2 separate regions of the Arachis hypogaea genome follow, and region 1 is linked to region 2. Evidence: chromatin contacts called from public Hi-C data. All regions are on one chromosome and are shown on one strand. Each heading gives the region's core, a stretch centred on a gene start, on an enhancer-like site or on the middle of the called end of the contact. The rest is flanking DNA. Distances are from core to core; before and after follow the strand shown. Region 1 has its middle 16 kb from the start of LOC112745086. Region 2 holds the start of LOC112743664 (phosphoinositide phosphatase SAC8).

What was found. A called contact is a pair of places that touch in the nucleus more often than the background predicts.
Region 1: a contact with region 2 is called in a Hi-C map of leaf, with 7 times the contacts expected there. The contact joins the enhancer-like site here to the promoter of LOC112743664 in region 2. A contact is called at or near these places in 2 of 8 Hi-C or Micro-C datasets (leaf and an unstated tissue).

Annotation. Positions count from the first base shown.
Region 1 is chr14:109,378,187-109,382,931 of arahy.Tifrunner.gnm2.J5K5, forward strand. No RefSeq gene overlaps it. Among protein-coding and RNA genes, the nearest start is that of LOC112745086, 16 kb to the left of the region's middle. Within about 2 kb of position 2,130, at least 2 of the 3 cell types and tissues checked have open chromatin away from gene starts, as enhancers often do.
Region 2 is chr14:109,011,074-109,015,387 of arahy.Tifrunner.gnm2.J5K5, forward strand. LOC112743664 (phosphoinositide phosphatase SAC8) reads right to left here and starts at 2,168. Exons shown (of 20, transcript XM_025792963.2): 1 at 1,923-2,168; 2 at 1,395-1,469; 3 at 775-902; 4 at 583-674; 5 at 418-475; 6 at 1-10. The coding sequence starts at 2,085.

The sequences.
Region 1 (4,745 bases), core at 880-3,379, 370 kb after region 2:
AGGTCCTCCTGCTGCGATGTCCTTCATTTAGTTTGTTCACTTGGAGCTTCCATGGAACTTCTGGAAAAAAGAAAATGGTAACCTGTACGGAGAGAAAACTTGCTTGTACGGATATAAACGTTTACACATTGTTTGGATTGAGGGATTTTGAAGGAAAAGAAAATGGGAAGAAAAGTAAGTTTTTTGTTGTTTGGATGAGAAGGAAAAATAGGGAGGAAAGAAAATATTAGTGTGGGACCCACTAAATTATTTTCTCTCCACAAATGAAAAGAAAATGAAGAGAAATGGGGGCAATGTGAATAAAATTACATATTTACCCCTTGTCATTAATAAATTATAATTTGCATATAATATATATAAGGGTATTAATGTAATTTTATACTATCATGATTTTCTTTCTTCTCACTTTTTTTTCCATCCAAACAAAAGAAAATTTTCTCTTTATTTTCTTTCCATCCATTTTCTCTTAATCCAAACAACATACAAATAACTCTACTTTTCCTTCTATTTTCTTTCCACTCATTTTCTTTCCTCCCATTTTCTTTCCTTCCATTTTCTTTTCTATATCCAAACAATTAATTAGCGTGACAAATTTCGTGTTATACTATGTGTTCTATGGATGTTGGGGATGGAAGCAAGGTTGCTGATAAAAAAGTTGGTTGGGAGAATGTAGAAGCTGATCTTAGGTCAAATGATGTTCTGAAGGCCCAAGTTGTTAAAGTGGAGGCCCAGGTAGGTGTTCAACTAACTGTTGAAATGAGGGTCCATAAATGTTAGTGATGGATAAGTGTTGGATAAAAGTAATCATGAGAAGAATAATGAAGATGTAGATGATGATTGAGATTATGAAGTAGATTCAGATCTCTACTTTAGTAACAGTGAAGATAATTTATTAATTTTTATGGAGATGATGCATTGTTTGATGTTGAGATTACTCTTTGAAAAATGCACCACGAAATAAAGTAGACCAAGAAAACTATGACTGCAATGGTCAATAAGAAGACTGTTGGGGAGAGATTAAGTTATTGTTTAAGTGATGATGAATAGGTTAATAATAATGAGCTAGAAGAGATAGCTAGCGAAGATGATAAAGAAGGGTGTAAAAGGGTCCAGAGGAAGTTTCTTGTTGAAGGATATAAGGCATTATAAGTGAGAGGGTGGGTTCCTAGGTGGTGGACATATGCAGTGAAGATGGAAAAACGAAGATAGTTGGTAGTTAAAAAGTGTTAACAATCATCACTCTTATAATTTTGTATTTGAGATTCAACTGATGAAGTTTTAGTGGCTTGCTAAGGTTTTCAAAAAGAAGATGGAAGAGAATCTTAAGTTAAAGTTAGGCCATCAAAGTAGGATACTTAGCAAATAGAATGTACATATTTCAAGAAAAAAGGCATTTCGGATTAAGCAAATTGTATTGGTAGAGATAAATGAAACTTTCAAAGAGCATATTAAAGACTTTATGATTTTCATGTACTGTTCATATCAAATCTTAGGTCTTCTGTTAAGTTACAAATTTAGCTACCTCTAACAAACCAAACTAAGTCTTCTGGAGCATCAATGGCCTTAAATTCACAAGAAGCAAATTAGACATTAAGGATTTAGAATATGCTCTATCTATCTATCTATCTATCTATCTATCTATATTAGAAAAGTCTAGGGAGTAGCAATTTTATTTAATTTTGGCCAGAATGTAACAGCAAAGAAAGGTGAGTCATTAGATGAAATCTCACACCAATCTCACACTATTAAATTATCATTGATGACTATTTGATGGCTACCAATCACAAAAGTTGCTAGTCTCTAGCATTGCACTATTTTATTTTTAACAAAAAAAGATAAAAAAAAATAATTGAAAAAAAATATCTTAGCACAATCAATACTTACTTGCCACATTAGACCTTTCATTTGCCAAGTCACTAACTTCTGTCATTGATTTACACAATATTAATTGTCAAAGATAAATTTTAAACTAATCAAAATTTAGGAACAAAATTAAATATTAAATATATTTTTCAAATTTTTAACAAACATCAGAAACAAAATTTAAATTGAATTCTCATGCATATAGGTATAACATGAACCCTGTCTTTTTGTCTTGATTATAACAAGAACTCAATCTGCATTTTAGACTCCACATGGGTTTAGTCAAGGCCCACTGGACAACCAAGAAAGAAGAGAGACCTAAACATTCTGCCTTCTCTGACAAAAACCAAACATCGTTTCAGCCCAGTCAAAAAGATTGTGTATTTTTGTTTTTTGTGTTTTCATTTATAGAAAGGACAGAGTTGAAAGATTTCTACACTATAAAAGACATTGAAATAAGTAAAAAAAAAAAAAAGACTTTGAAATATGAAGCAAATCCAAATAGACGGAACTATAGCTACCTAAAATAGGAAAATTGACTAAATGGCCATTAGGTCAAATGTATTTTTCAAGCAACAACGTAATGACATTTTCACGAAAATGCTATGCTATTTCTATTACATTTGCACTATTTAACTTTTTTCTTTCTTTTCATTAATACCCAATTATGGTTTTGAACTTTTGATGTCGAAGTGAAAAATTGGTAGGAGATATGTATTGGTTAATGATTACTCTTTTTTTGGTTAAGTTAATGATTACTCTTTGATTGGCTTAATTTTCGTTTTCAGCTTTCATTGTTTAGGGCCAACACCCAATAAGATTTTGTTTTGTTGATTAAGGATTGTTTAGTGATATTTGTGATTACACACATTGTTAATTGTCAATTTTAAGGTCGTTTCATGGGAGGTCAATTTGTAGTTGTAAGATGTGATCTTCAAATTTTCATATTGTAACCACTGTGTGCATAATCATGTTGTAATGTCGATTTCCCAATTGCAATTTTTTCTAAAGCTATGATATATCCTAGGTAGCCTTTCACCAATGAAATTGTTATACTCTTGCGTTTGAGCCTTCACTATTATATTAGCTAGGGTTGGTTCATTGCTGCATTGCTACTTTTCTAGCTGCTGGAAGCAAAACTTTTCATGCTCTCCATATATTCTTTTTACAAGAAGCGATTAGATTACCTTTTTTTTTTTCTCGTTTTTAAATTTCTTTTTGTCACTACTAAATGAAGTGTAACTTCTATTAATAATTAAGACTGCATTTGCTTCCTGTCTTAGAATAGTAGAAAAATAGAAACATGTATATAAAAATTATCTTTGTATTATATTTGGTTAAGATGAAAAAAGACATTTTAAGATTTATATTTTAAAGAAATAACATGGCAGTTGAGGCTTTAATTTAGTAATAAATTTTTGTGTACAAGGTGTTGCATTCGAATTTGAAGCTTAGCTAAGCCAAGTAATGGAGATCCTTTAAATGTTTTTACGTGTGTAAGTATAGAATACATGTTAAAATATAAAAATATACGTTAACGATAAATTAATGTATTTATATATAAATATATGGTGATTGTTTTAATATATATTAAAAAACAAAGATACGTTAGGAACTAGGAAGACAATTTTATTAATCAGTGCACTTCTTTTTCTCTTTCAATTTGTATTGTTCGCAAGGTGGAAGCGAATAAAATTTGTGTCTCTTGTGTTGAACAACCAAAGTCTTCTGTCTTTCCGTGTTCCTATCCTTACTATTCTTAGATAATGATCAAAATACATCCTAAATAATGTAGAATACACTCTATTTGAACATGAAAAATCAAAAATTTGAATATTAAAAGAAAATCTAAAACAGCTCACACTTCACACCTCAATTCGTTAAACGATGATCTTCATGATTAGAAATCTTCCTAAAATGAATAAATTTATACGTGGCTTATTTTGTTGGTACTACTTGATTTTATATAAATGGAATATAATATAATATGGATTGCATTTGCATGCATTTCACTACTACTAATTGATTGGAGAGAGGGCACTTAATGAAAGGACACAACATCTTGTCAATGATTTTAGTATATTTCACCCATCTCGAATATATTTTTGAAAAAGTCTAGGTCATCATTTTTATTAAAATTTAGTCAGTACTTAATCAGTAAAAGAAAATTGAGTAATCTTATATCACTAGATGAAATTTCACACCATTAAAAACACTAATAATAGTTAATTGATAGCCTCTAATACTTTTATATATTTTTCATGGTATTTGACAGGAGTCCATAATCCATAAATCAGTATTTATTCTGTAATAATATTGTGGAATAATTTGTTTTGTTTATTTATTTAATTTTTTTATTTTTCAAAAAGATTAAGAAATTGTTAGGAGTAAAAATTGCAATTTAGTTGTTACAAAATATAAATTAATTTTTATATGAAAATATTTAGACTTTTTTGCTTATTTAAACAAAAAAATAGGTAATAATGTATTTTCTCTATCAGAAGATTATTGATGTAAATGTCATGTTTTTATTATTAGTAAATCACATTGGAGATATGTGTGATTTAACACCTTTTATATTGTTAGTAAATTTATCTGTTAATCTGTAAGAAGTAAAAAGTCAATGCGATTTAGGCCCAGTTTGGGTAACTAACTTAATCAAGTTCCTTTTGATAAAATAACTTAAACAATAAATGACTCTGTTAAAAGTAACTTATAAATAAGTTATTTTGTGTTTGGATTTTTAACTCTAAAAGTGCTTATTTTAAAAAAATGTAATGAAAAGTAGAAGTATTATGAGAGAAGTCATTTTTTTTAACTTCTCTATAAACTCCAAAATAGCTTCTTAGAAAGTTGCAATTTTGTTAAAGATATTTTAAAAT
Region 2 (4,314 bases), core at 918-3,417:
TAGGGTCAGCCTGTAGTACAAAGTGGAAAAGGATACCAATATCTTTAGCAAGATTTTACTAATAAATAATAATTGAATTAAATGGTGCCATCAGGGACCAAGAGGATTTTCTTTGATCTTCCCTCTTCTAAGACTAAAAACATTAAATGAATGAAACTTCACGTGACATCTTAGAAAAAACTAATCAATGAAATAATAGATCAAAGTGATGCATCTAAACAAAATGAAATAAGTTATACATGGAATTTCATCTGTAATGTACAACACAACTGAATTACACATGAATAACATGCTCATGGCAGAATGCTTCACTCTCAATAGAAATATGAAGAATACTTCAATTAAAAAGATATTGACTCAAGGATTGGACTCCAAATGACAACTATTTTGCAGAGATCAAGGATTATGTGGACAAACCTGCTTCCATAATGGCTTACTCATCCACCCTTCCACTAGCTTATTTCTTCTCTGCAAGCTGATGGATAAAATGAATTAAATCTTATGAACATCAATTTTGGAAAGATATCAATTGATGTGCTAATGATAATAACAAACTAGCAATTTAGATTATGTGATTCTTACTTCAACGTAATATCAGTTTCATACGAATAGTACAAACCCGGCGTTGACTCCACTATGTTCAATAGTGTCATGAAGTAAGCCTCATCCTTTTTCTGCGTAAAGTTATGCATATGGAACATACATATAAAACACTAATCACATGTATAAAATTGGAATGAAGCCTAAAAAACTTCTGACTAAATAAATTCTTACTTCCTGCCCAGTTGAAAACTTTAAAGCGTCATTACAGGCAAGTACTCTCATAGACATCACGCGATATACTGGATAGCCGAGGAAACTTCCAACTTCCTTGCAAGAGGTTATTACAACAACATACGTTCCTACACCAAGACACACATTATTGAGTCTCATTGAGTTAAGCAAGTAATGGTGATAGGGTAGTTTGGTTACTTCAGAAAAACAAATAGAATTAAATGAAAATTAGTTCATCTCAATTATTATGATTATCTCATCATTGTTATTGATATCAATGGTCAAAACATGCATGACTGATTGACTATGTTGTATAGTTGTATGTATAAAGAATACCATTTTTTTTTTTCACCGAAAACATTCAAGGTGGACAAAGATCCTCAAGGAGGATCAGGACAAAATTACATGTTAATAGCAGCAAATCAAGCATGGTCACATGCAAATATATGAATGAACAACTGTAACAAATAAATTCAATTGCAAGTATATAGCCTATCCATCCCCTTTTATCCGTTACTTCCTTGCATTAACGTATCTAGATAATCCAAAGATATACAAAAAAGTGACCGTGACAAGAGAAAGTATATAAGCAACTAAAGATAAAAGCATATTGTACTTACCTACAACAAGTCTTATTGTTCCCACCACACCATAAATTGTTGATGTCCTTGAAGGACTTCCAGAGCATGTCTCATCTGCAATTTCATTTTATTTTATTCAATCAAAATGAAATGAAATTAAGATGAAATGGTTAACTTCAAAAATGCCTATAGAGTTGGCATAACCGTAGCTGAAATACATAAGCAATCAAAAGCGAACGAAACCAAACCTCAGAACTCAAGAAGAAGTAACTTCTGCCTATAACTAAAATGTTCATAAATGTGAAAATTGGGATATTCCATTGAATAATATCAGACAAGATATTTTCCTTCTTTACATGATAACAACCAACAACACTATGCTCTGCAATGAAATGAACTCGTTTGTTTCTAATTCAAAATAAATCAAGAAAAAAAAAAAAAAAACAACCGTCACAGAATATTTCCTGCATTTTCTTCACAACCAATTACGCAACAGCGAAACTAAACATTAAAAATTGTTCAGAAAAAAAAAAAAAGAAACAAAGATAAAAAGAGAGAGATTAATACCATCAAGGAAATTGATGTTCCCATCGCGGCGGCTAATCCAGAAGCCTTGATTGGGCGATTGAAGGGATTTGATGACAAACTTGTCCTCGAATTCGTGCAATTCGAGTTCATGATCTAGCTTGAATCTCTCAGCTGAACCCACCAAAGAGGGTTCAATGTCCATTTTTTCAAAGGGGGCTGAGAGAAAACAAAGAACGATGTTTAATTAACAATCCAGAAAACGCAATTTAAGGTATTTATAATTTCATTTGGCCAATCATTAAAACCTAAAGGATTTAATTTTGAGAAAGTTACACGTAACGCTACCAACTTATTTGTAATTGGTGATAATTACCATATCAATCATGCTACGTCAATTACTAAAATCAACTTAAAATACATATTAAAATATAAATATATATTAAAAATAAAATAAATTATACATATATTTACATAAAAATAAATAATAATTAATTTTAATGATTAATTTTAATATATAAATAATATTTTTGTTATCATATACTTTCAATAATTAAAAACCACATGGTCATAAATTAATATAAGTATAAATCAAATATTTTATAAAATATGGGTGTTGCTAATATATTTTTCAAGAGTAAATTTTTAAGAATGCTATAAAAAGTACTTATTAAGAGTTATTAAAAATATTTTTATATTTAAAAGTTAAAAAATTATTATAAATTAAAATATAAATTTAGATATAAAATAATTAAATCATAAAATATATGTTTTTATTTTATTATAAATTATAATTTAATTTTTATACATACTAAAAATTTTGTACATATACTCAGTAAGTATGTATTAATTGTAACCTCCGTAAAAGTAACATTTTTTACACTTGTTTATTAGTTTTTTTAGTGGAGATTAATCTTTTAAAAGAAAATAATAATAAAAAATAGTTTGATAGTTTACTTGTAAATTTATTTTACCCTTAAGAAGCTCTAACGTGTACGAAAATAGAAATAAAATAAAATAAAATAAAATAAAATGAGATAACTGTTATGGAAAGTGAAAAGTTAAAATGTTTTGGATTAGATAAGCCACGTGTTGAATGAGCAAGTAAGACCTTAATACCCAATTTCAGTAATTTTGTCCAATTGGATCTTTAGGCAAATCTAAGAACTTAAGAACAAAACTTAGCCTCATCTGATTTTGTCTATATTTAACTTGGAAGCTTTATATCGGGATTCTCTCGTCCCATACAATGATACAATGATACAACTTACAAGTAAGCAATGCGCTGGTCAATCTCTATCAACATTATGTTCGTGGTTTTTTTTAGATAAATAAAATAAATATTAAATTTACACGCATGAACTACTGGATTAATTTACGATTATACACTCATATTTCGTTTTGAATATTAACGAATTTCTTATAAATATATTTTGTCCCTAACATAGACAAGATAAGTAAAAAATAATTATCGAAATAAGACATTATCTTTTTTCTTAACGTATCTTATCTACATTAGTAAGAAACTCCTTTATATCGAAGATAAGATATATATTTAAAAACGTTTTTTATATTTTACAAAATCTCTCAAACTTTTTTTTTCTGGAGAATAATTTATTCTTTTTATTAGATTTTAGTCTATTGATAGTGATGCAAGGACATGCATGTGTCGTAAAAATCAACTAGTTAAAGACTACATATATTATCGCAATTGTAATAATCGAAGAAAAAAAAAAGGAAAAAAAAGCACCTGGGCTCATGCCCTCACTTAATTAGCGTTTGTTTTGAGATACTGAGATAGAGATTGAAAGATTGAGATTCAGTATTGTGTTTGTCGGTTCAAAAACTGGTACTAAATTTTTTGTCTCTGTCTCTAAAATTTCAGTATTTTAGTACTTTCAAAAAGTAAGGATACAGGGGACTAAAATTTTTAGAGATGGAGACTGAAACTTTAATAACATTTTATACTTAAAATACTCTCATTTCAATTAATTAATTTTAATTTTACCCTTTGTGCAAATTAAATTAGAGTTTCATTCTTGTTTCAATTCCTGTCTCCCATTTTACACCAAACAGAATACTGAGATTTATTTCAATCTCTGTCTCTTAGTCTTTGTCTCTTAGTCTCAATCTTTCCGTCTCTATCTCTCCACCAAACGCTACCTTAAATCTTTTCTTTTCTCTTCCTGCCCTTCCTGAAACCCTCTTTATCTCTCATTTTTTTTCATTCCTTAAAAAAAAAAAGAGAGAGAACTCAAACATTTCCTTTCCTTCATCTTCTCTTCCATTCTATCTTCTTTGTTCCAAAATTTTTACTCAACCACAACACGCTAGATTTTATTTTATTCTTCTATTTCATCTCTATTTTAATATATTACTTATACCTAAAGAAAAATTTTATTTTCTCACAACCCCAAGTCATGAAATTTCATCT